Linked DNA regions of Mus musculus: regions 1, 2, 3, 5 and 6 are each linked to region 4. Evidence: chromatin contacts called from public Hi-C and HiChIP or PLAC-seq data. All regions are on one chromosome and are shown on one strand. The core of a region is the stretch at or near the end of the contact, and the rest is flanking DNA. Distances in the headings are between cores, read along the strand shown.

Evidence for each region. HiChIP or PLAC-seq counts read pairs in DNA pulled down with a chosen protein or histone mark. Hi-C and Micro-C count contacts between places; a contact is called where the count stands out from the background.
Region 1: a CTCF HiChIP or PLAC-seq map of CD8 T cells shows a contact between it and region 4, with 5 read pairs. The contact joins two enhancer-like sites.
Region 2: a Hi-C map of Th1 cells shows a contact between it and region 4, with 7 times the contacts expected there. The contact joins two enhancer-like sites. A contact is called at or near these places in 10 of 39 promoter capture datasets (the 3T3-L1 cell line, 3T3-L1-derived adipocytes, cranial neural crest and 5 more), 15 of 484 Hi-C or Micro-C datasets (the BV-2 cell line, MC3T3-E1-derived osteoblasts, Th1 cells and 8 more) and 5 of 115 datasets of contacts at active chromatin or transcription factors (embryonic limb bud, fibro-adipogenic progenitors, forebrain and 2 more).
Region 3: a contact with region 4 is called in an H3K4me3 HiChIP or PLAC-seq map of bone marrow-derived macrophages, with 4 times the contacts expected there. The contact joins two enhancer-like sites. A contact is called at or near these places in 1 of 15 datasets of contacts at CTCF or cohesin (the NIH/3T3 cell line), 1 of 484 Hi-C or Micro-C datasets (bone marrow-derived macrophages) and 1 of 115 datasets of contacts at active chromatin or transcription factors (bone marrow-derived macrophages).
Region 5: a contact with region 4 is called in a BATF HiChIP or PLAC-seq map of CD8 T cells, with 7 read pairs. The contact joins two enhancer-like sites. A contact is called at or near these places in 1 of 484 Hi-C or Micro-C datasets (uterus) and 1 of 115 datasets of contacts at active chromatin or transcription factors (CD8 T cells).
Region 6: a contact with region 4 is called in a Hi-C map of bone marrow-derived macrophages, with 14 read pairs. The contact joins two enhancer-like sites. A contact is called at or near these places in 2 of 484 Hi-C or Micro-C datasets (both in bone marrow-derived macrophages) and 3 of 115 datasets of contacts at active chromatin or transcription factors (CD8 T cells, bone marrow-derived dendritic cells and embryonic fibroblasts).

The regions. Positions count from the first base shown.
Region 1 is chr13:5,509,940-5,514,154 of GRCm38.p6, forward strand. No RefSeq gene overlaps it. Among named protein-coding and RNA genes, the nearest start is that of Gm40661, 41 kb to the right of the region's middle. Within about 2 kb of position 2,057, at least 44 of the 459 cell types and tissues checked have an H3K27ac peak or open chromatin away from gene starts, as enhancers often do. A contact at or near this core is called in CD8 T cells, where this site is marked.
Region 2 is chr13:5,843,483-5,847,743 of GRCm38.p6, forward strand. No RefSeq gene overlaps it. Among named protein-coding and RNA genes, the nearest start is that of 1700016G22Rik, 12 kb to the right of the region's middle. Within about 2 kb of position 1,824, at least 292 of the 459 cell types and tissues checked have an H3K27ac peak or open chromatin away from gene starts, as enhancers often do. A contact at or near this core is called in Th1 cells and thymic regulatory T cells, where this site is marked.
Region 3 is chr13:5,621,062-5,625,447 of GRCm38.p6, forward strand. No RefSeq gene overlaps it. Among named protein-coding and RNA genes, the nearest start is that of Gm40661, 70 kb to the left of the region's middle. Within about 2 kb of position 3,065, at least 8 of the 459 cell types and tissues checked have an H3K27ac peak or open chromatin away from gene starts, as enhancers often do. A contact at or near this core is called in bone marrow-derived macrophages, where this site is marked.
Region 4 is chr13:4,939,908-4,944,166 of GRCm38.p6, forward strand. No RefSeq gene overlaps it. Among named protein-coding and RNA genes, the nearest start is that of Gm40658, 220 kb to the left of the region's middle. Within about 2 kb of position 2,689, at least 29 of the 459 cell types and tissues checked have an H3K27ac peak or open chromatin away from gene starts, as enhancers often do. A contact at or near this core is called in CD8 T cells, Th1 cells, bone marrow-derived macrophages and 1 more, where this site is marked.
Region 5 is chr13:5,664,421-5,668,663 of GRCm38.p6, forward strand. No RefSeq gene overlaps it. Among named protein-coding and RNA genes, the nearest start is that of Gm35330, 58 kb to the right of the region's middle. Within about 2 kb of position 2,356, at least 40 of the 459 cell types and tissues checked have an H3K27ac peak or open chromatin away from gene starts, as enhancers often do. A contact at or near this core is called in CD8 T cells, where this site is marked.
Region 6 is chr13:5,777,678-5,781,804 of GRCm38.p6, forward strand. No RefSeq gene overlaps it. Among named protein-coding and RNA genes, the nearest start is that of Gm35413, 23 kb to the right of the region's middle. Within about 2 kb of position 1,949, at least 87 of the 459 cell types and tissues checked have an H3K27ac peak or open chromatin away from gene starts, as enhancers often do. A contact at or near this core is called in CD8 T cells and bone marrow-derived macrophages, where this site is marked.

The sequences.
Region 1 (4,215 bases), core at 807-3,306, 570 kb after region 4:
CTTGAATCTGAGCTGAGATGATCCAGGTAGAGCTAGTAATGATACATAGTATGGCCACAATGCAAATTGCCTACTTTGTATGTTCAGAACCAAGATGGTAGTGGAGAGACAGAGTACTATCGAGACCTCCTAGAAAGACCTGAGATTGCTTATATCATTTTTTTTAAATTAAATTTTGGTTGTCAATAATAAGAAACCATTTGCTGTTGCCAAAATTTTGCAAGATCCACACTTAGGTACATGAACACCCCATGGGCTTGATACCTACAGTTTTATAAACTGTGATCTAGACATCCATCATTCACCTTCTCTTCTCTACACAAATCTTCATCATCTTTTTGGTCCCTATTCACATCCCTAGCCAGTGTACTGTGCTACAATGAGGAAATTGGAGGAAGCTCACAAGAACTTCCACACATCATTGCCTCTCCTCCACTGTCTCAAGCTGTGCACTATTGGTTCTTCTCTGTCTTTGTTAATCAGTTCCCTCTGTAGCTAGGTTAGATCAGTTCGTCTGTTAATTTGGAGTCCTCACTTCATCTCAAATGTCCAAATGTTCCAGGAAGTTTGCATTTTCTCTTATCTCATTATACTTTATCTCTTTTACTACTAAAAATTAAACATACTCTTTATACCACTGTGATCAAGTATGGACCTACTTTACACACCAGCTATCACCTTAGCCTTCATTTTTGCAATCGCTTGTAGCCTATACCTTTGTCTTGTTCCTCTGTGTATTCTCTCTTCAGTCTTCTCCTATGACATTTTCCTATCATCAAATTTTTCCACCCAACGTCGAAGAAGAAGGAGGAGGAGGAGGAGGAGGGGGGGCGAGGGGGAAAGGGGAAGGGGAAGAAAGAAGAAGAAGAAGAAAGAAGAAGAAAGAAGAAAGAAGAAAGAAGAAAGAAGAAGAAAGAAGAAGAAAGAAGAAGAAAGAAGAAGAAGAAGAGGAAGAAGAAGAAGAAGAAGAAGAAGAAGAAGAAGAAGAAGAAGAAGAAGAAGAAGAAGAAGAAGAAGAAGAAGAAGAAGAAAATGCACGTTTCTAGTATACCAAGGATCACCCAGAACTCTGTCTTTATTTAAGAGTTGCTTCTTTCATTGTAAAGCATTGTTCTGAACTCCACAAGTCCCCCTATGTGGTGGATTCTACCCTGAGCTTACTGATGCTGTCTCCCTAGACATTGTTTGTTCTTGCTTTGCTTGAAACCTGGTAATTCAAACTATGGCCTTCTCCATCTGATATTTCCAATCTTCACTCAGTTTCCTCCTATTCTTTGGAAATGAAAGGATCCTACAAGAGCTGGTATCATAGTGTGCTTTGTGAACCTTACCAGCACATTCTTTCCCAGGCCAGGAGGTGAAGGAATGAATTAGAAAATGTGATAAGTATTTGTACAAAAGAAATCATGTTAAGACTGAAAAAGAGTCTAGAACTTAAAGCAATGATAATAGTTTTCTTTTCTTGTTCTCTTTTTCTGTTTTCTTTCACTTACAAAGTAACCTATATTCTTAAAGATTATACAAGATTATCTTGTGTCATAATGAAATTGGAACAAAGAAATCTCAACATGACTGTGTGTGTGTGTGTGTGTTATCCCCAATTAAATGCAAGTCATTTCACCTTGCTAAATACAGTCCTTTTTTTTTTTCTAACCTCTTTTTTAAAGGTACCCATAGAGCTTAGCCTTGATATTATTCCATTTCTGAAAGTGAAATCTTTCAGACTGACCTTGGTTGCTTGCTTTTCAGTTTGTTTCATTCTTAGAATTAGTTTGGATGCCTCTACCTCTGAAAGTAAAAACACACCCTGAGATCTCTTCTCTTCTCTTCTCTTCCTTCCTTCCTTCCTTCCTTCCTTCCTTCCTTCCTTCCTCTCATTTCTTTTTCCTTTCTTTTTTATTCTCCCCTCCTTCTCCTCCTCCCCCTTGTCCTCCTTTCCCTCCTCCCCCTCCTTCTACTTTTTCTTCTTCTTCTTTTTGAGGAACAAAGACATGTAGCAATGAGATCTGAAATCTGCTGGTGGGTGCAAAATATACACCAGGAGAGGAAGTTATGGTTTAGGTTGCTTTAATGGAAAGGAAATGACTCAAATCCACATGGCTATGTAATAGACTTACTAAATACAGCTTTTCTTTAGTGTAAAACCTAATGTTTATATAGTAATAGGAAACTTTATTTTACCAAATTGTAATTTTCTTACTGTTCTCTCCTATCTTTCAGTCAATTACTACATCTTTCATTGAGTACATGTTATGTCATTTTTAGCACATAAAATCTGAGCTGATTTCACAGAAGAAGTTGACTTGAGAAATGTGGCCCAATCAAAAGGATCTGGCTTTCATTTGAATTGTTAGCCAAAACACTAGTTCGCTTGGGAAAATGTATTCTTTGTCCTTTACGGAAAAGGATATGCATATTTACAAAGATGTTATGTACAGTTATTGTCATAGGTGAAATTCATATAATTATGTCCATCTCCCAGGTGTTACTGTTTCCTAGGAAATATCAGATATACAGAAACAGCATAAGCAAATACTGAAAATCTTACCTAAGTTCACTTATCAGAAGCCATGAAATAAAAGAATCCATCCACCTGTTTATTTAAAAACTACTTAAAATTTGTATTGATTTGCATTAAATATCTCTTAAATACTTTTGATATTTATTATAAGATTTATAGTAGGTCAGATTAAGGAAATAACATATGTATCAAAAGATGGCCTAGTCAGCCATCACTGGAAAGAGATGCCCATTGGATAGGCAAACTTTATATGCCCCAGTACAGGGGAACGCCAGGGCCAAAAAATGGGAATGGGTGGGTAGGGGAGTTGGGGGGGGAGGGTGTGGGGGACTTTTGGGATAGCATTGGAAATGTAATTGAGGAAAACACGTAATAAAAAAAAGGAAATAACAGACCACTTTTGCATTTAGCAATTTTGCTTCTCTGTAAAGTTACAATGACAATTAGTGTAAACCCCAGCAAGATGTTATAGAACAAGCTTGAATACAGAAGTGAAGTGTGTGGATTTTAGAGATATTTACATAACTAAATGGTTTACAATGCTTAATCATATGAAATTTCTACTCAAGGCCCTTAAAATTGTAAGAACAAAAAGATGACTTAAAACACTGGCATTAATGAAGAATTCAGGCTTTCTAGAAATTTTACTCAGTTTACATAAAAAAGAAAATGTTCAATTTTCCTTCTGATTGACCCTCATGTAACTGACCAGGCTTTCAGAAAAGTTACTGAAACTGGAAACTAGTGAGACAAGGGTTTGGAGAGAGTGTTTTTCATGCCCACCTGATGAAATTGAGTCTTTAAAACTGACACTTGTCATGACTTTGCAAGACACACTCAAGTCATGAAGGACCTAAGGCTGCAGTGCAGATAATCTGATCCCCTAGAAAATTTTTATTTTCTTCATATTGCAACTATTCATAGGGCACCTTCAAAATGAATATTTGTAACATAGGGAGAGAATACTATTAAAATAATATTAGCAAAATGAAAGAAAAAGGAACAATCTTATAACTACATAAAGTGTATGACTGAGATAATATTTCATTTCGATATTGTGTTTTTCTATTGGATGAATGACATAGGTCCTACAGAACCTAAGGGTAGTGGAGCAGCTATTTCAGTGTCTAGACAAATCTATAATGACAAAAGGCCCCATCTTTCAGTTTTGCAGTCAAATTTTGCCACTGTGCCATTTTGTGTTAAGGGGAAAATGCTAAAATAAATATGGTGTTACATTCAGTTTCCCCAGTAACTATTTTCTTATTCTTAATCCAATTTATTCTTTACTCAATGAAATTATCGCATTATAATTAAGTAATCTCAAAGTACTAGAGGGCAAGCTTTCCTCTTTGTCATTGTTCATTTGTGAGAAAATCTGTCCACTAAATGACAACTAAATGATGCTGGCAGAGTGAAATGGCTGCTTGTTTCCATTCGTGCATACAAAGAGGTTTTACTTGTAAAGTAGATGCTGTTCCAGGATTCTCAATTTCTGAAAGCATACTTGGATTTAGAAAGAATTGCTTTGGATGAATAGAATTATTGGACTCTTCTCTTTCTCTTTCTCTTTTTTGTCCTCCCTCTCTCCCTTCTTTGCCCCCTCCCTCTTCCTCCTCAGCCCTCCTCTCTTCCCTCCTGTTATGTGTGCATGGAAACCAGAGCATGGCTTTGTCTTTATGTGCTATCCATTT
Region 2 (4,261 bases), core at 574-3,073, 900 kb after region 4:
CTTGGAGAGGAAGCTGACTTGCTTATCCATAGAAACATAGCTGGAATGTTCTTTCTGTGGTTAGAAGCATTTAAATGTGCTGGGAAGGAGAGAAACTCTCACTTTTGACCATCTACACAGAAGACACACCACTAAAACTGTAGATCACAAATCATTTTCAAGCCAATAGCAGAATCATTAGCAAAGGAGAAAGAGACCATTGAGTCCAGAATGACAGCAAAGTAGTTCAGAGAGACAGAGTTTAACTGGTGCTAAGTGAAGACCAGCAAATGGAAGTCAAAGAAGACACAGCAAGTTAGAGGCAAGGGAGAGGCTATGTTAGCTCTTTGCTGTGGTCCAGGCTGGCAGGGAGACATATTGACTGGAATTTAGGTTATTGTGGGTAAAGAGACTTAAGACTGAAAGTGGTCTCAGCACAGCTCTGAAAGCTAAGGATTTAAGAAGTCTTTTGAATTCCTTATCAGTTAACAATTGATGTATGGTAAAGGTCAATTCTCTGAATGCAAAACCCTGACCACCAAGGAGGGAGCCTGAAGGGCTAGGACGAAGTGGAGATAAGTACAGGATTGAACCGGTTCTGTTGGAGGCAAAGCAGGAAATGAGTAGCCTGGTTGAAGCTCTGCCTGTAAACTCTTGGTAAATGGAAGTAATCCATGGTAGTCTTAGCATTTCTTCCATTCTTCATGGGACTGCTTCTGTCTGCTGATGAGGGACCACACCATTTAAATGGACTGAAATCAAACTATTTCTCTATCCCCAAATAGTAGCTTTGAGACTGGGAATAATCTGTGTCTGTGGCCATGGACAGAAGATGGGCCACCTTTTTAGAAAGAGTTTTTTTTCCCCAATATGAGCATCACCCTCCCCTAGGAGAATGTGGGACTAATCCAAGGGTGTTGGAAGTTACATAGCAACTAATTCTTCAACGGTGTTTATGAAACGGAAGCCTAGCAACTCATGGAGGAGTCAGATCCACAGGATCTCAGTCCATGAGGCTTACAGTTACAGTTGTAACTGATTCAGAGGTGGTCACATGTTGCTCACCCAGAAAGTAACCCCGGGGCTGCAAGTAACAGGAAAACAGCCATGCCCATTTTATTCATATTTTATAACCTACAGTAAACATTTACTTAGCAATTCCACCCTGTCTATCACCGCCTTAGACACTTATGCAGAACTTAGAGTCATACTGAATGCCAATATGATGTTAATTATTGCAACCAAAAGAGGCCTGTATCGTTAGACTCTGATGAATTTTTAAGATACACTGGAGGGGAAATTGAGTCATAATATAATTCTCTATGAGGGTTTGAAAGTGTGATCCTTAAGATCCTTCTGCTCTGTGTGACAAGCAATACGATTTTTAAGCTCAGACAAAAGTGGGTGTCTTTTGGTTTAGGGTTCTCTTTTCACCAGGAAATCCCCTCTTCTAATAGGATTCTTTTTGTTTTGCTTTAATCCTTAATCTAGGGGGAATGTCCCATCCCTGTGAGTCATCAGAATGGCTTCTCACAGGTAAGACCTAGAAAATTCCTGAAATGCTTCCCCTGATACTGAGAAACGTACTCAAGTCAATTGAGAAAGACATTAAAGGGGTCTGATGAGAAATCTAAATCCTGTGCCTCCTACCCTTTGCGGGGATGTTGCCTGAACCATGAACAACGTTTCCTGGATTCTAGAAACAGGCACATAGTTTGGAATCTGCAGCTGCTGGACAACACCAATTGGGAAAAATAGTAGCACAAAGGCAATAGATAGCCATCTCGCCTTGAAGACGCTGACTCATGCAGATGAGTCATTTACAATCGGCATGGCGACGGGTCTCAGCGGGACCAACTCAGAGAACACTGTGCGCTGAGCGCTGACCATGTAAACAGTGCAAACTCCCTCTTGTGATTCTAGGAAAAGAATCTTAGAACCTTTAGACAAAGAAATCAGAGAGGAGTGTGGCTGCTGTGTGGGTCACACCAGCAAATCCAGGCAACATCCGGACCTTACCATTCTCAGTTCTGATATCCGCTGGCACTGGAGCCCAGAGCTCAACATTTGGGTAAACATTCCACACTGGAGTGAACTACCTTGGTGACCTGAGTAAATTATGAATTCCCAAGACAGAATTACGGTGTCATCGAGTGTGACTGTATGTAGCTGGGCATACATTCATTTCCCCACTCAGATTAGCTATAGCATAAATAATACAGAAGCACCAACCAGAGCCAAAGGTGCTCACTGGAAGGTTCTTTTCTGGTATTAAAATAATGAGTGTACGCTCCTTAAGAACCTTCTAGCAACATGTACAAATAAAGCCACACACAGTGACAAACTGTGCTGCTTGGAGTTTAGCTGATGACATCCTTGTTATTGAAACAGGAAATGACTCAGCCTGGGCTAGACCAGAAAAGATCATATATTATATTCCGTTTTGTTGGCTCGTTTGAAAAAAAAAAAAAAAACCTACCGCAAGGCAACCATGCTTGTTTTCAGGTTTTTAATTTATGCATTCTAGCAAATAAGAAAGAATTTCTTGATAAGCCATTATTAAAATGTTGCAAAACAGGTTTTTCACAAATGTTAGGATCAAATGACTGCTATAAGCTATAGAAGATATGTTTACTATTTTTAAAGGGGATGGGTTAGGGTATTGGAGTCCAGATAGAAAACCTCTCAGCCCTAAATACTAACATTTCTATACTTAGCCGGAGCCTGGTCTGTTTAGATAAACTGATTTTGAACATAATTTTATGTTTATTGCTTTTTTGACTGCATTATGTCTGTGTGAGAGTGTCAGAAGCCTGGAACTGGAGTTACAGATGGGTCTGAGCTGCTATGTGAAGGGTCAATGCTCTTAACTGCTGAGCCATCTCTCCAGACCCTCGATAAACTTTCAAAAAATATTTTAATTAAAATATATCACTTCCCTCCTTCCTTTACATCTCTCAAACTCTTCTTTTCTAACCCATTCAGTCTCAAATTGATAACCTCATTTATTTTGTTTTTGTTGTTACATATGTACGTGTATATACACAAAAACATAAATATAACCTTATATATAATTCTTAACACATTACTAAATACTAGAGTTTTACTAAAATTCTGATTTTTTTTCATTATGACCTGGCATAATCTGAAGTTTACCTTTGTCTATTAAAACTTTGCAGGTATGATAATTGGCAATCAAAAGCAATTAATCCAACAGACAAAAAAGTTGAACATAGATTAAACATTATAAATTTTTACATAAATAACTGAACTATTTTACCCACTGAACACTCATAATAATCATAATAGTCACTAAGATAACAGTTTTAGAACAATACTTTTACCTCTGAAATATTCTTAATTAGAAAATTATATCTTGCATTCAATAGTTAGCAAATAGTAACTAAGTTGTGCCCCTCCCCTCCCCCCAGAGCTCAGATGATTCAAATGGAAAGGGTTTCTGGTCTCTAACCTTAAATGTGTGACATCTTTTGCCAATCATTGGCTTTCTTGATCTGATAAATCTCCACCCAATACAATACACGTATTTTTTGCAAGGTGACTGTTACTGTTGGATGCTGTGTTAGAACATGAAACCACACACAACCACAGCATACGACCACTTTGGCCTCTGTGTACATGCAGAAGAAACAGGCTCCTCAGACAAGGTTGGTCAGACTCAAGTTCGACTTCAGGACACCCATGGCTGCCTCCTGTTCTGCTCTTTGTAAATGCATCAGCCGGAGGGCAGTCTGCTCAGAGCTTAGAAAGCTCTAGACTTTAACCAAAAAAAAAAAAAAAAAAAAAGTCTTTTCCCTCCTTAAATCTCAGGATGAATAGTTTCCATCTGTAATTGTTAGTTTTATATTTTTAAATAGTAAACTCTGAAACAGAATGTCTCATTATCAGTGAAGTGATTCAGGCGTCTGCTGTGTACAGCTCTTTCGGTAGAAACACAACGCAGCCATTTTTCTCGGGGGGGGGGGTGGGGCGGGGGAGGGCAGCACTTATAAAGACATTTCTTTTTTTTTTTTTCTTTCTTTCAGCTATGTCTATATTGCCAGTTAGCTGCTGTTCCCGTGCTCTGCATAGATCAAATTTAGAGATTAAAAACAATACTCTAGGTATTATCCTGGATTGGCAGGTATGCACACACATGTGGTTTCAACCCTTCATTTTAAATCTGAAGCCGATTATGTCTATAAATGCGTAAAAATTTGACTTTCCTAAAGTGTGGTTTGTGATGCCTATGAGTCTATTCAGGAAAACCGCACAGTGCCTG
Region 3 (4,386 bases), core at 1,815-4,314, 680 kb after region 4:
TTTGAATTTGAAGCCAGCCAGCCATTCCTTCCCAGTAATCAACGGCTTTATAATTGCACGTAAGTCCTGCTCCACAAAATGAAACCCATTTATAGCCCCATATGGGGGTTCAAGAACCTGTAGCAAAATTTCATAGTCAAAGGTCCCAGGGAAAAAGCTACTGCTATTACTTTGCTAAATGGCCAGTGTTAAACTGACTCTCAATGACTTCTATCAGTGCATCTCTCAAACTTCACCAGACATGTTTGTTTCTTCAGGATGTGCTGATTAATTTAGGTCCCACAGATGGTCAAGTGCTGGGACTATAGAGGTGTAACCTCCCCCACCCCCTCAGCCTGTTTGCTCAGGAGTGGAGCTTGCCACTCAATCGTTCTGCCACGCCCACAGCTCGAACCTGCCGCTTTGCTGTTCCAGAGCCATACAGGTGGTCACCCTGCTACTGGACACCAGGATTATTTGGCGGGAATCGGGCCCCCCTTCCCCTCCTTCATAACTGCGTGTTCATACTGCTTTGACTTGGCTCCATTCTTTCCTCTGTCCGTCTAGTTCCTCTCTTTCAGCTCTAGCTGCCATCTCAGTTGTACCGTTCCTCGCGAGCTGCTGGTCGGCCAGCAACATAGAGATTCAGAATCCTCTCTTACATGAGACGTCTAAGTCACACTTCACACTACCAAGGCTCAGGAAGCACTGAGGGAGAAGGGATAAGAAAGGTAGGGCCTCTAGAGATAGTAGACAAGAAAACGGAGTTTTCAGATCATAGAAGCTGTGACAGCATGCACAAGACTTGCACCAGCTCAAGCCAGACAAAATCACAGCACAATGGGGGAGAGGGGCATAAATTTTCACTCCAGCTGAGAATCTGTTGGCAACTGAGAGATACTGGAAGAGAGAGAAAGACAACTTTCTTTAAGGGTGTGGCTCCTTGGAAGGTCAGTCAGCCATGTTCCCGGTGGATGCCAATATATTCAAAAGTTATGAACAGCACAAATGGAATCTGGTTTGTTTTGTTGGTTGGGTTTTGGTTTTTGGATTACTTTTAAGGATACAATGTGGGCTGGATAAGAAAGTGGAGGCAGATCTTGGAGATGTGGGAAGGTTTGAGTATGATCAAAATACATCATATGAAGTCACCAGAATGCATTTTTACAAGAAAGAGAAGAAAACACATCATTTTGTATACACAGAAACCAAAAAGAAAATATTGGCTTGCATATTGCAAAGTACTCGAAGGTAAACATTCTTTCTAATTTCAACCATGTTGTTAAGAGTTAATGATTATTGTTTGAATCACTACAAATTTCCCCTCAGATCTGGGTCAAGATTTCCTTGCAAAGACTTGTTTTGGTTTAGTTTGTTTTTCTATATCCTGACAATCTTTATATAAGTAATAAAGAGCATGGTGCTGTTTTCATCTCTCAACAACTTGAAAGTGTAGAGATTATTTTAAGGAATTTTGAAGAAATATTTTAAAATTTTTGAAAAATAAGAAAAACAAAAATAATATTTGGCCAATTTACAATATACATGCATAATTTTCATTGACATAAATTTGTAGCACAGTATCATGACAATAATTTCTTACTGGGCAGAGAAAAGATCAGAATACAGTGTATGAAATTATCTAAAACTTAATGAAATATTATATTCAAAAATATTTTTAATGCAATCCTGGGAGGTAGTAGAATCTACCAGGTGAACCAGGCATTGTGGTAAATGTTCATGATCCTACTCCTCAGTCGGCTGGGGAAGAAAGATCATGAGCTTTGAGATAAACCTGGGTTGCATGGTATTTACCTGATTAGCTATGACTACATGAGAAGAGTCTGTTTCAAAAGAAAGAAATGGGTTGGGGATGGGAGAGAGGGAGGAAATGAGAGAGTCAGTAGACTTTCTCCCCTCAGTAGAGAGAAAGGGGAAATGGGTTACTTCTCTTAGCAGATCAGTTTTGGGCTGGCAATTATCTTACAGGTTCTTAAGTTTCTCCACCAAGAACCCCTTAACTACCCAACTCAGTCTTAATTGATTTACCAATCTCTTGCTGGTTTCTTGGATTCTTGGTTGGATGCTGATCTCTAGCTTTTCTGAAAGCCTGAACTGGAGTTACAGATCAGTTAAATTTACTATAGTTTCTAAGATCTATGAGATTGGGTTGACCCCATTGCACCACCTCCCTTTTTAATAGAAATTAAATAAGCCCTTAGCAAAGCATACATACCACTCAAGACTTTGGCTGCAGATCATATAAGTGTCACTACTATAGAGTAAGAAACTCACTCTTACCTGGCTTAGCCTTACCTGACAAACAATGGATTTTAACACTTACCTTTCACTGCCTGTAGACTTGCTCCTTCAACTATCAAACAAACAAACAAAAAAAGTCATATTCACTATTTATAGCTCTTACTTTAGGATCAAGACAAATAATTTGTTCTTATTGTTGACTTTTGAAGATCACCTTTGCCATGCACTGAGCAAAGCTCTTTTCTGGCTTCATTACTGTTTGTATATGTTTCTTTTGTTCATTGAACAGCTGTGAAGAATTATAATTGCAAAAATCATTAATGCAGTGAAATCCTATAACTTGAAGGGGAATTCATGCCGATCATTAATTTATATGATCTTGTTTATCCTTATGATTGATTCAGTTTATATCTCATGGGCTTAGGGATTTTCCTTTTCAAATTTTTATATGTTCTATTATATATATATATATATATATATATATATATATATATATATATATAATGAATGTGTTTGTTATGTGTTTTGATTTTCATTCATCACTCAGAATGTAGAACAATATGACTTTGATCATCTTGCATGACCTTCATTTTCTCATCCAAATAAAATAGTGATTTAATAATGTAGTTCTGTGTGCTTTCATTCTTAATTTATCTCTTGCATTGCTAGAAACAGCAGCATATTCATTTTGGACATTTTGAGATATGAGTGTGAATGTATGTTGGTGATGGTAGTCAGGGCTTGCCTTCATTGTGTGATAATGTCATCTTGAAAAAATGTACTTAAGGGCTGGGGATATGTCTCAGCTGATAGAGTGACTGCTGAACAAACATAGAGTTCTGTTTCACTTCCCAAGCCTTTCTTAAAATGAAGGTCCTTCTGTGTGCATCTATAAACTCTGCTGGGTCACTAGAAAGAGGAGGATCTCTGGGGCTTACTGTCCTATCTTGCTGAAATTCAAATCTGTGACAGACTCTTTATCAAATGATTAGGAGGAAAATGACTGAGAAAAAAATCCTTCAGTGTTGATCTCTGAGCTCTACTCCATCTATGTGCATACGTGAGCACATGTACCTAGTGCGACTCATGCACACATGCACAGACACACCCACAGTGATACATGTCCAGATATAGACAACTCATGTACACATGCACAGACACACCCACAGTGATACATGTCCAGATATAGACAGAAGAATGTGTCATTCACTGATCTGTGAGGAAATATTTTAGATAAGTTCCCTGTATTTTCAGATTAGAGTTGAGCAATAATTATATGATTTACTTAGAAATATCCAAAACATTCCTTCTTTGTTATTTTTGTTTCTATTCTTATCAAGATGACAACTGTAGAGCAGCCTCCAACAAGAGATTCTTCTAGTAATTGAACAAATTTAAATTGGAAATGTATGTGTCTCAATTCTAAAAGAAGCATTATTTTTAACTGACAGCTTTAGAAAATAAATCAGCTGAAAAGTCTATAAATAGCACTGTACGCAGGGATTATACAGATGCAGCCAAAATAAATTACACGATATACACATGTGCACACATGTTCACACATTTGCACTTACACACACTATCGTTCACAATTTTGTTACATACCGCTACCTTGTTATTCACAAAGATAGAGTGAAATTGCCTTCCACAGCAATCTTTTACTCCAACCATTTTATCAAAGCATCTTCGTGGGTGAATGTTTCAATAGCCATGGCCTGAAAGCTGTCTCAGACACTTGGTGTTTTAACTATTTATCTACTATAATAGCATCACAGTTAAACTGTCATCAGATGCTACACACTTGCAAAATCCTACCAACAAAGGCTGCTTAAACATGACCTGAAAAAGGGTAACAATGACAGATACGCTAACACAGTATGGGAAAAGTTCATGTGGACTCAACCCTACATAAAGAACTACAGGAAACTAAGGGAACCAGGAAACAGAAGGAAGTCTTCCACAGGCAAGAACCCTCCAAGCAGTTATCCAATACCAAAGTCAGCCTGAAGACACACCTACAAGTAACATTATGTGTTTGTATTACATAGTTAGAAATATATAACCATATATATGTAACAACAACTATATTTAAAAAACATGAAATTGAAAGAGAATAAGAATGGGTTGCCTGTGAGGGTGTGGAGA
Region 4 (4,259 bases), core at 1,439-3,938:
GAATAAGATAACTACATGATATAGTTGGATGCAACATTCATTTTCACACCTGTGCACTGTACTTGCTCACTCTATGATTTTCAGTGAGTTACATGTTCTTTCTTGAATGTAGCTTCCTCTTTATTCTTCTAGTATTGCAACTTCTAGTATTGCCACCTACAACTTCTTCACAGTTGTAATTAAAGGGAAGTCATTGCCCAAATAGTAAATGTGAACTGTCCTTCCTCATTTGCAAAAGAAAGCAAATAGCAGAAAAAATGTGCTTGAAATATTTGCTTTGTGTTTTAGTGGATTTATTTTAATGGCAGTATCTATTTTCACACACTCTTACATAAATATATAGCAACATTATGTAGCTATTCTATACTTGGCATGATTTTCACTTTGATCTAGACAAAACACAACATCTCTAAAATATGATGCTATTGTGTAAGATCATCGTAACTAATATTAAACATATATTCATTTAGTAAATGCTGCCTAAAATCATACATTTTCATAGCTTTCTGTTTGAAATTTTAATTTCCAGATGCCTCATGAGGGCCCAAAGAACATATAGAAACTGAAGGCTCCCCTCACAAAATACTTCAATCACCTTCCTATTATTTTATGCCCTTAGAATGATCTTCAGCGAGTGTATTTGGAATGTAGAGTTTGCCAAATGGCAGACTTAGTTATTAATTTTACAGATATGTAATTTATCTATGAGTTGCTATCATTTATATTTAATGTAGTCAATGTTTGACTTCCAAAGGCTTTCATTTTAAAGGCAGAAATCAGCCCTTTGTTTGTTCCAATGATCTCCACAGATTTCACTTACGATGGAACTTCACTTTTTCTTTAGCCTGTGCAGAGCCTGGACATGTTTGAATGGTGAAGTGTTGCTATCCGGGGTTGTTATGGTGAATATCTTCACTTTCAAACACAGAGCATCGGGGATCTTCAATATATCTATCATAAAAATGACAGTCAATTGTAATATGTGGTAAATTCTAAAGGTATTACCAAGTATACATTTTTCTATTTTTTTAGAACATTTAGGAAAAATATCTGTTTAGGATTATTTTTACTAATTTTTTTAAACTAAACCTTTGAGACTCAAGCATGTGCTACAGTACATTTAAGTGATCCTAAAACTCTGTGAAAATAATTGCTGAGTTGGCCATTCTGCAGACTCCACATTCTAACAGATCCTGATAGAATTAAACGTCACTGTCCCTTTAGGAGTGGTACTAGAAGATTTTTAGCAGAAAAAAATGACAGTGGTAATAAGGAAAAATTCAAAGCATTCCCCAAAATTTGATGTAATTTGTTCATGTTCTGTGTTCTTTGTTTGGGCAATGACTCCTAGCTAACACTTTAAAAAAGAAAAAGACAAAGAAAAGATAGGCTAGTGAGTAAAAGAAAATTCACAGAAAACATATATATATCCAACTATAAATTCATGACTAGAACATATAAACAATGCTTACAGCTTATTAGGAATAAGTGACATAATTTTAAACAGCAGAAACATGACCAAATTGATAACATGTTAATAAAAAACAAAATGGGAAGACTAGCAAATATATAAGGAATACTTATGGGATTCTTAAGGATTCCTTAATATAAGAATTATAGAAAAAGAAATGAAGTGAGAATGAGATGAAGCTTTTTGCCGATTACAAGAGTACCACAGGGGATGAGGAGCACAGGGACTCCTCTTCTTTTGGTAAGTCAGGTGCATTGTGTGAGCCATTCTAGGGTTTCTTAGACATTAACTATGAACCCGTCACATGGCCTTGCTGCTTTATTCCTAGGCACTGAACCCAGAGAAATGGAAGCATACATTTATACTAACACTTATATCTTTAACTTTTAAAATAATCGAACCATGATCAATACATAGAAAATAATACTTTTAAGTCATTTTCCCATCAAATAGACCCGTACTTCAAAAGACTATTAAAATTTGAATATTATTTTATTTCATGAGAAGAGACCAAAATGATACACTCATCACCTATTTTCTAAAAATATTGGTAAAAGAGAAAATCATCCTAGAACAATCCTAAGGATTGGATTTATGAAGATACTATGGAACACTAAAGTATAATTTGGCACAAGTCTAATAAAAAGACAAAAAAATAAAATAATGTTAAGAAAAATAGACTAAGCCCATGGTGTTATTTCATGAAATAGTACTAAGATATTCAAACTTGTGTTTCAGAGCATTTCATAAAGACAAAGATCAAAATTAGGCAGTCATATCTGAAGTGGGTATTAGAGAGCCATGTACCATCTTTGGCCTCACTTGGGCTTGCTATCATTCAGGTTGATGGTGGTCATATGGTTTCATGCCTTCCTGGATTCTCATGCTACCACATTCATATTCTGATGAACCAGATCTCACATTGGCCATCTTCACATCTTGAAATATTTTCTAATGGGTCAAATGTTTTTATTCATGTTGCTACTGCTTACCTTTATATTTATGAACATTAGGAGCATCCACCACTGAGGTGTAAAAGAGTAAAATTGAAGACATTATTGAACACATGAAGCAATTTTGAGTAATTGACACAAAGAAAGCAAATTTGGAGGGAAACAGCTCATAGAGGATTCCATTAGATTTTCACCCCCATTTCCAGACTGCAAAGCTAATTTCCATGTTAAGATCACCACAGACCTTCAGCAAAGTTGCCTGTGGCTTGGTTCTGCTCATGAAGAGTTTACTATCTTTCCAGTATTTAAATATGCACATGTTGTTGGGAGCCGCCCCCACATTCGCCGTCACAAGATGGCGCTGACATCCTGTGTTCTAAGTGGTAAACAAATAATCTGCGCATGTGCCAAGGGTATTTTATGACTACTTGTACTCTACCTTTCCCGTGAACGTCAGCTCGGCCATGGGCTGCAGCCAATCAGGGAGTGATGCGTCCTAGGCGAAATATAACGCTCCTAAAAAAGGGGACGGGGTTTTCCGCCATTCTCTCTCGCTGGCATCTCTCTGGCTCTGCGCGCCCTGCGCTCGCTCGCTGCCTAAAGATGTAAACAATAGAGCGCGCGCGCCGGAGCTCTGGCTCCTAAAGATGTAAGAAGGGGGCTTTCGTTTTTGGGGCTGGGCGCTGGGCGCTTGCCCTCCTGGCTCCCAAAGATGTAAGCAATAAAGTTTTGCCGCAGAAGATTTTGGTTTGTTGCGTCTTTCCTGGCCGGGCGTGAGAACGCGATTAAGAACATGTTATTCACTTTGCAACAGCCAACGAAAATAGATAATTGTGTGCCTTAAATGAACTGCAGATATTTTTGCAGTTTGTGGCTGTTGAGGTAGGAAGGAACACTTTTCTTTGGCCTCTGAAAGGTTTCCTGTGCTCCAGTAGGTAGTCCCACCCCTATGAATATATGGGCAGCATTTATTAGACTTATCAGGTTATTGTTTAAAAATTAGACAAAATGTGAAGCTATATGGGAGATAGATTTGGGGGGTTCTAGGAGGAGCTAGACCCTAGGGAACAGGCATGAAAAAAAATTCTTTCTATACATGTTGATAATTTTTAAACACTAAATAAAAATATTTAATATTACTCTCTTCAATATAAATGTTGTTGCTTTGACAGTTTGGATATGATACTTTAGGTCAGATTAACAATGGAAACTATCTAACATGTACAAATGTAACAAATTTATTCCTTCCCATTTCTGCTATTCATGTTCTATATTAAGTGGTGTCATTCATAACTCAATTGACAGCTACAAAATCAGCTGCTTTAGAAACGTGAAGCCTTTGCCCAATAATTCTTCCCATATATTTCAGGAACATAAATAATTGAGGCTTAAAAGGAATGCTATCTTTGCTCTGTTTCAAAAGAACAAAGAGTGAATATCTTTTCCACTTCTTAAAAAGCCTTTTACATCATAGATCAAATCACTTACCTTTGAAGAAACCAATATTAATATTTCCTTTTCATCTTATAGTGCTTATACAGCAGTCCAGATGGTTTCCACTCATCTGCCACTTAGATATAAATTCTCGATATTCTTTAAAGATGTGACTCCAACTATTTTTGCTTTAAAAACTATACAAAGGCACACCAAATGAATGGCTTTCCCTAAATTATCTATCCAATCAGATGATGACAGTTAAAATCATTGGAAAGAGAACTGGATGTTCAATGCTTATTAGAGTAGTAGTCGTGCTCCCAGTTGAGCTTAAAAATTATGTCTCTTAGTAATACCAGAAGCTATACCCAGAAAGTCTCAGCAACATGACTGCCTAAAAG
Region 5 (4,243 bases), core at 1,106-3,605, 720 kb after region 4:
CCTAGTCTTGTCCCTTGATTTAATGGAATTGCTTTATGTTTCTCTGTATTCAATTTGATGTTGGCTATTGCCTTGCTGTATATTGCTTTTATTATGTTTAGATATGTGGCTTGGATCCCTGATTTATCCAAGATTTTAATATGAAAAGGTGTTGGATTTTGTAGAAGGCTTTTTATTATATAATGAAATGATCATGAGATTTTTTTTCTTTCAGTGTGATTATATGGTGGATTACATTGATGGATTTTCTATTTAGTTCTATAAGCTTCTTGTATGTTTATAGGTATCTCATTCTTTAGGATGGGAATTTTTTCTTCTATGATTTTGTTGAAAATACTTTATGGTCCTTAGAACTGAGATTCTTCACTTTATTCTAATACTATTATTCTTAGGTTATGTATTTTCATGGTATCCCAGATTTCTGTATACTTTGTGCCAGGAATTTTTTAGATTTAACATTTTCTTTGACTGATATATAAATTTCTTATACTGTATCTTTTATGCCTGGGATTTTCTCTTCCATCTCTTTTAGTCTCTTGGTGCTGCTTACATTTGTTGTTCCTGTTCCTGTTCCCATTCCTGTTCATCAGACCTGCAGTTTCAGAAGCATACTGGTTAGACTCTCTTTTGCACCATCTTTCCTACCTACTGAGTACTCTGGGACACTCCCAGCTTCCCTGAGCTGCCAGCTATCCCTGGCATACCTCAAGTACCCCAATACCTCTCTGCTCACATTTATCAGACCTGTGGATCCAGTACCATATAACCCAAGGGTACCCATCAGAGGCCTGGCTCAGACGATCATTGAGGTTAGCCCCTCCCAATACTTACTTCAATGGAAACATCCAGACAATAAAGCTATCCAGATGGCTAAGGGCACTCGAAAGAAAGAACACAATCAACAAAAACCAGGGAAAATGAGACCTTCAGAACATAGCGAACCTACTACAGCAAGCCTTGGATATCCCAACACAACCAAAACAGAAGAAAATGACCCTAAATTCAATCTTATAGAGATGATAGACACTTTTAAAGGTGAAATGAATAAATCCCTTAAAGAAATACAGAAAAATACAACCAAATAGTTAAAGGCCTTTAAAGAGAAAACAAATAAACTCCTTAAAGAAATACAGGAAACCACAATTGAGCAGATGAAGGAAATAAATAAATAAAACTGTTCAAGAACTCGAAATGGAAATAGAATCAATAAACACAAACTGAGGGTATCCTAGGAACAGAAAACCTGGAGTACAGAAGATAAGGATAATCTTAAGTCCTTTCATATTCAGAAGTAGGTGGTACTCAGAGAATCAGTAAGAGACGTTTTTCAAAGTTGGCTCACTTTTTAGAAGGGCTTGTTACATGAGAAATAAACTTAGCTTATTAGCAAAACATTAATCAAGGTCTAATAATAATCTCCATCCCAATTGTGTTGAATACCTAGTTATTAGTTTGTTGTGCCTCCTAGTATCAATGTGAAATGAAAATATAGAAGAGACACAGTGAACTATTTTCAGATTTTAAAAAGCCTGTTTATGACATTTATTACTAAATAAAAAGATAAAATTTAATTAATTTTACGATGAAACGGAAGAGCCACCCTCTGACTCCTTTAATTGCTGCTACTGTCACTGTCAAAAGAAAAAGAGCTAACTAGGATCATGTAGAATAACTCGGTCTTGAGATGCTTTTATGTCTTATTTAACATAAAATTATTTCCTCACCTTTTTAGTTGCCCCACTGGCATCAGGAGTAATTTAACTGTATATTATTAACTGGTATGATTATGAAGAAATATGTGCAAACAAATAGTTCTAAACAGACCCTTAAAATATTGACCATAGCTCTAGAACTTAAGAATGTGATGATAAACACTATTAATGTGGTTGAAAATACCTAACTAGGTCTTCAGTAAGGTGGTGCAGAGTTATTTCGGCAATGCTGTTTAACTTCTGAGAATTGCAGCTACTGGTAATTTCTTACTAGAACAGGATTTCCTTGGTTTTCAGAAAACTACACACATCAAATACACATCAGCAACCCCAGGCTGCAATCAGTTTGATGAGCAGAGGACAATTATAAGGCTGCTTTATTAGTTTTTTTTTTTCCCCTCGCAGAATTTTTCTAATTTCTTTTTCCTTTTTCTCTAAAAAGCAAGGGGATCTTGAAGGTCAGCCTGAGGAAAACAAACATTAATTCTCTTCACAGGTTGGACTTTTCTTTGATTCTATTTCTCTTTTCTCATGTGTTGTTGTTCTTCTTGAAAATGGTCTTAGTGAACCTTTGGGATACCTCACTTATTATCAGTGAAAAAAATTCTTCTAGTGTTTCTTTGGAATTTCCCCTTCTGATCTACAATGAGTCACTGAAATGGAACTCAGGCTCTCAGTCCTGTGGACTCAGAGGACCTCAGACAGGTTGGAGTAGCAAGTTGCTGCCTAATTCATGATTTACATTAGCTCTCCAGAGGAAGTGGTTCTGTTTACCACAAATTGTACATTTTCTTAGTATAATCTGAACTCCACGAAGACTAAGCTTTGGTACTATGTTAAATTAAAAGCAAGTCTGTGGCAAAAAGTCCTATTTGAAAGAGCAATTTTATCATTTTAGAAGAGTAGTCAACCTTAACTTTTCCACTTTAAAGGCAAACCTCTCTCCCTAAATGTCAAAGTGTGCTCTTGTCAACAAACCTATGCAACAAACCTAGATGGGAAAAGGCTAGTCACAAAGCAAGAAAAAATTTTGAATTAATATTTAAAAAATAAAAAAGCAGTAATGGACTCGCTGTATTACAACTATAAAAAAGTTATGATACAGGTGTTAGCATAGAGATCATTTCCATTTTCTTTGAAGAATTGCCTTGACCTGGCTGAAATTATCTTGCTTAAATAATTTTTTTAGAATCCAGAGGCATGGACATAGAGTCTAGAGTTTTATCATGTTACTTGTCCAGGCTTATTTTCTCCATGAAATTCTAAGTTCTTAATTTATGTTAATTTTATTATATTTCCAGACAGCAAATTATATTTGAGAGGTTAGGGTACTTTTATATAGCCATGACCTGCAGTGTATATGTATGATGGTCAATCAAATCCAAAACAAAACAAGCACTTATTAAAATGACCCCTGATCTAAAATCCCAAATCAAAGAAAACACAGTTTTACTTCACATTTGTGCCTAGTCTGTGGAAAGTTCCCGGGGCGAATACTAAGATGTTCTCAAGGGCTGATGACTAAGCTTGATGGTCAAGTATTTATCTGCCATGTTTAAAGCTCTGAGATGGATTTCCTGCAGTAGACAAAAGAGAAAAAGGCTTTACTCACAGCTACTTCCCCAAGAGAAGGGAGGAGAGCAATGCCCGGGAAAGGAATATAGAAAATTGAATGGTAGAGGAAGGCACAGCTCCTAGGGTAGCTGGAGGACAAAGGACAATCAAGAATAGTTGTCACAAGTATTAGGCCCTTCCCAAGAGTATGGCAGACAGTGCAGAATTCACAACTCAATACACCTACTTATGTTTCAATTGGTCACCTCCAAAAATTTTCATGATTAAAATACTGACTATCAGCCAGGCAGTGGTGGTACATGCCTTTAATCCCAGCACTTGGGGGGTGGGGGTTAGAGGCAGGCAGATTTCTGAGTTCAAGGCCAGCCTGGTCTGTAGAGTGAGTTCCAGGACAGCCAGGGCTACACAGAGAAACCCTGTCTTGAAAAATCAAACAAACAAACAAAAATTGACTACCTAATTTTGCTGTTACATGAGTGGAAAGTGCTAAAACCAAGAGCCATGTTTTTGGGGGTTTTGTTGTTGTTGTTTTGTTTTGTGTTTTTGTTTTTTAAAAAAGACTTAAAATATTTTATGTCACAGCCATGGTCTAATACTGTTTATTTACAAAATCTCTTTATGTAATCTCCAACTTATCATTTATATTCTTCTTCAAGCCTCAGACAGTCTTTGTGGGATGAGGAATCCAGAAAGACAGTAACAAAATCCTTAAGCTTAAAAGTTATTTCAAACCAAGTCAGTGGTAAGAAACTCTATGCATAAAAATGTCACATTTATTTGATCATTAGAGAAAGTGCTAAAAATATTATCCTTGCCCTAACAAAATAATGAGAAGACATAAAATTCACTTGAACCTTTTAACCCTACCTAAGATCTGACACACATTGTCAAGCCAAGGGCAACCTAATGGTGTTTTTTTGGGAGCTTATAAAACTGTCAGTGATCATGCAAAGTTT
Region 6 (4,127 bases), core at 699-3,198, 840 kb after region 4:
ACCTTCAATCATGAAAAGGATATCAGTGATTCAGGACAGCATGGTTTCTACATCTTACAAGAAACTCAAGTTCAGTAAGAGACTATCATTTGCATCTTATAGTAACACAAGATCGCTGAATATGCCAAAGACAAGAGTGGTCTGGGGACTGCCCTTACAGGCACTGTTCTCTCATTAGTTTTAACAGGATTGAATTTTTTCAGAGTTTTCAACAGGGTTGTCTATGATTTGTGGTAGTATTGACCATTCAAAGTGAGGTTGGTGAACCAACAACTTTGGGGTGTTCTAAGAGACTGCCACCAGCCATGCAGAAATGTGGTCTGCACCCAGACATGCTGAGCCAAAAGCCAACTTGCAGCAAGGTCGCTGGATAATGACTCTACAGAATAAAGGTTGATCATTGCCAGGTTAGATTATATGGTGAGGATGGAAGCCTGGCACCTTCTCTCTCTCTCTCTCTCTCTCTCTCTCTCTCTCTCTCTCTCTCTCCCTCCCTCCCTCCCTCTCTCCCTCCCATCCTTCCATCATTCCCTCCCTCCCTCCGCTCTCTAAGAATAATGTAACAGAAAGCTTCAATTTAGCTATTGTTATGCTGTTTATTAGTCAAATGACATCAGTAATTTCCCAAGCAATGTGGAGAAGGGCTGGCATTTGTCTTATTTCATAGAACAGGAAAGTGAAACTTGGAGACTTTTCAACAAAGTCAGGAGTTATCTACTAAATGGCAGAGTTGAGGTCCCCTCCTTTCCTACCTACTCCAAACTCAGACTTCTGCACAAAGTGGTCATGAATTTGACCATTTACTCTGTCACTGGATCCTCACCCTAAAGCAGATATTTTTCTCATGCAAATGTATATGTTAAGTGTGTATGCCAGTCCCTTTCAATACTAAACTTAGGAGGGAAGCCAGTTTAACTACGTTCTTAAAGGAAGACATATTCAAAAGGGAAGTGAAGGCTGGTGCTACTTCTGAAACCACAAGTTAAATGGGTCACAAAGCTGAGAGCTCTGCTCTTAACATTTTCAGAAGAAAGAAAATAAAAAAGCTATATGCCCCTTCCTCCTCTAAGAAAAAGCACTACTAAACTATTAACATTTCCTCTCATTCATACATTGCCAATCTTCGTTCTCTGGATGAGCTAACCCTCACCTGTAAAAGCCAAATATTATCAGTTCAATTAAACAAAGCTCTTATACCAGACAGGCATTGAGAGAGACTGGAGGGCAAAGCTCTGTCTGTTTTATAAAAGCATCTGAGATGATTTCTCTCCAGAAGTCAGAGGTAATGATAAGCAACTTCATAGAGATAAATCCTCCTCAAACGGTCTAGAATAACTTCCCTCTTTTGTTGTAAACTGACAAACAAGGAATTCAGAAAGATTTCTTGAGGTCTATTCCACAGCTGTGCCTCTGAGGTGGCAAACTACAAGGCAAAAACTGGCAGAAATGACTTAAAATGCAAAAGTCGCAAAGGGAGCTATTGCGGGGGTTGTTACAAATGACTTTGGAGACTTGGGGAGGCGAAATCCTCCAAACTGCACTGAGAAGCAGTCATTTCATCTGGAGACGGTGGGTGATCCTCTCCCCGATACTGCTCGCAGATTGGAGCACCCTCTTATTAAATTACAGTGTTTTATAACCAGGGAATAAAATTGGTATCATGTTTACTATGCAAAATCCCTGCTATTTTTCAAATGGATGTATATATATGTATATATATTTTAATATAAGATTGAAATTTAATATTGAAAGCACCAAGTGATAAAAACCAACCCACCTAGTTTCAAACCCTGCTTAAATTAGTTTTTTTTTTTTTGAATTTCGTATCTAATAACATAGTACAATAATACTGAAACGAGATTAACGCTATGATAGTATTTGTTTAGGAAACCCAGACGGTTGCTATGGAAACAGTCATTCTGCATATCTATGGAAACAGAGACAGTGTTGTAAATAGTGCTACAGAAAGGGGAACCTTGTAAACTTAGCCTTCCATTCTAAGAAAAAGATAGAGTGTGGGATTGTCAAGCAAGGAAAAGTATATTTTCTTGTAAAAGAATGATTTTTCACTATATTCTTATCCTCATGATAGGACTTTTAATCTAACATTTCAAGGCTTGATTCTTTAGTCATCTGTCAGTTACTGTGTTCTTATTGATGATCCAAACAAAGACTAGATATATTAATATGAATATTCACTGGAAATGTTTTCACTCAACTTTAGTCTGATAACATTTTATCAGCCAAATATCTTTCCCACTACTAGTAAAGTAGGAAATATTGTAGAAAGTATACACTTAATTTGATTAAAAATTGAGAGACTAAAGTAATGGCTTTTGAGAATCTAGGTGTAATGTATACTACATAGTTGTGAACTGGGTTATTAAAATAAATTTTGGGTGGGACAAGTGGCCAAGTGGTTGAGGCAATGACCTCCAAAACTTAAGTGAGGTTTCCTATGTTGTGAATGTATGAAATCATTTTTGGAATGCAGGTGGCCTTGTAATGATTCGAGCCTTTGATTCCCTGAGTATGTCATGTCTGACTGAAAGGTAATTAGTATTTCTTAGTTTCCTTTCAACTTCTGATGTGGCCAAGCTATTGCTAGGAAAATGGTGTTGTGCATTGTAGAGTGAATGAAGAAAGTTACTGAAGACCATAATACGTAAAACAGAAACACACAAACCCCCCTCGAACATAATTCTTACCCTAACCCTTGGCAATAATAACGATAGGGTCTGCGCACTTATGAATGTGCAAAGGGTCATCTCGTTTCATCTGAAAAGGTAAGGGACGGTGGCATAATGTCAACAATGTGGTTTGACGGAAGCAACAGAAAGGAAGGAGAGGGCGTTAGATTGTAGCCTTGCCAACCGGTTGAAGATACAAGTTCCAGGCCACCTGATCGAGTCTTGGCATCTTATGCTCTCTTCTTCCTCTTGTGTGTGTGTGTGTGTGTGTGTGTGTGTGTGTGTGTGTGTGTGTGTGTTTAGCTCCGTTGTTAAGGGTGCACAGAGATGGAGCTGATAGTCATCTGGGAGCTGACAGCCGGGCTGATGCCTCTTTGTCAGCTCCTGAATGCTTCTAACATCGAGGCAAGCAATTGTCTCAAATTAATCACTGTTGTGTATTTTAGATTTTTATTTTAATCTAAGGGTTTTTTGTCTTGTTTGTCATTTTTAAAGCTTTCCTAACACAACCTTATGCTATTCATTTTTATAACTCAATTTCAAAGTTGAAGTAACTTTCAAATGATGGTTTAGAAAGGTAGGAAGCTGGGAACCAGCTCTGGAGCAGCTGTCCACCCTGGATCAATCAGAGCTACTCCATTCAGTGTTAGCCCCACTGACTAAATGATAGGAATGACAAATATGTTACTAGACTGTGCTTCCTTCCAGTTTACAGTGCTGTGGTGCTTTGGTTAGTTGTCAATAACTATTGAATTTTAAAATAACTATTAATCAACTAGAAACATAGCTCAGTTGGCAGAGTGTGTGTTTAGCATGTATAAAGCCCCAAGTTCAAATCCCACCAATACATAAATTCCTTAACACCAAGGATTCCATCCCTCTCCAGGGGAAGCAAAAATGTCAGAAGTTCAAGGTCATTCCTTCTGGAAAGGGGAGTTCAAAGCCAGCCTGAACTACATGAGACCTTATTTTACACCAAAATTACATTTAAAATAGGAGGCTACGGAGTGGCTCAATAAATAGCACATTTCCACACCGTCAAGTGCGAGGGCCTGACTGCGGCTTACCTCAACTCGTGTAAAGCCAGGTGTGGGTAGCTCATGTCTTCTGTAACCACAGTTCTCCTATGGCCAAGTTGGAGGTAGAGAAGGGAGATTCCTTGAAAGCCTGATACATAGAGCAACAAAGAAAAAGGAGTCTCAGTAGAGGAGAAGATGAGAACTGACATTCAAGGCTGTCTTCCTACCTCTACATTAAGTATACCTGCACGCACATGCACACACACATACACACGCATACTCACACACAAGCATACAGGTGCACACACACAGAGAAATAAAAATATATATAATAACCATTAAGACCATGCTTCTCAGAGAACTTTAGCTTTCTACAATGCAAATCCCATTAAGAGTCACAATATATGTAAAAATATGT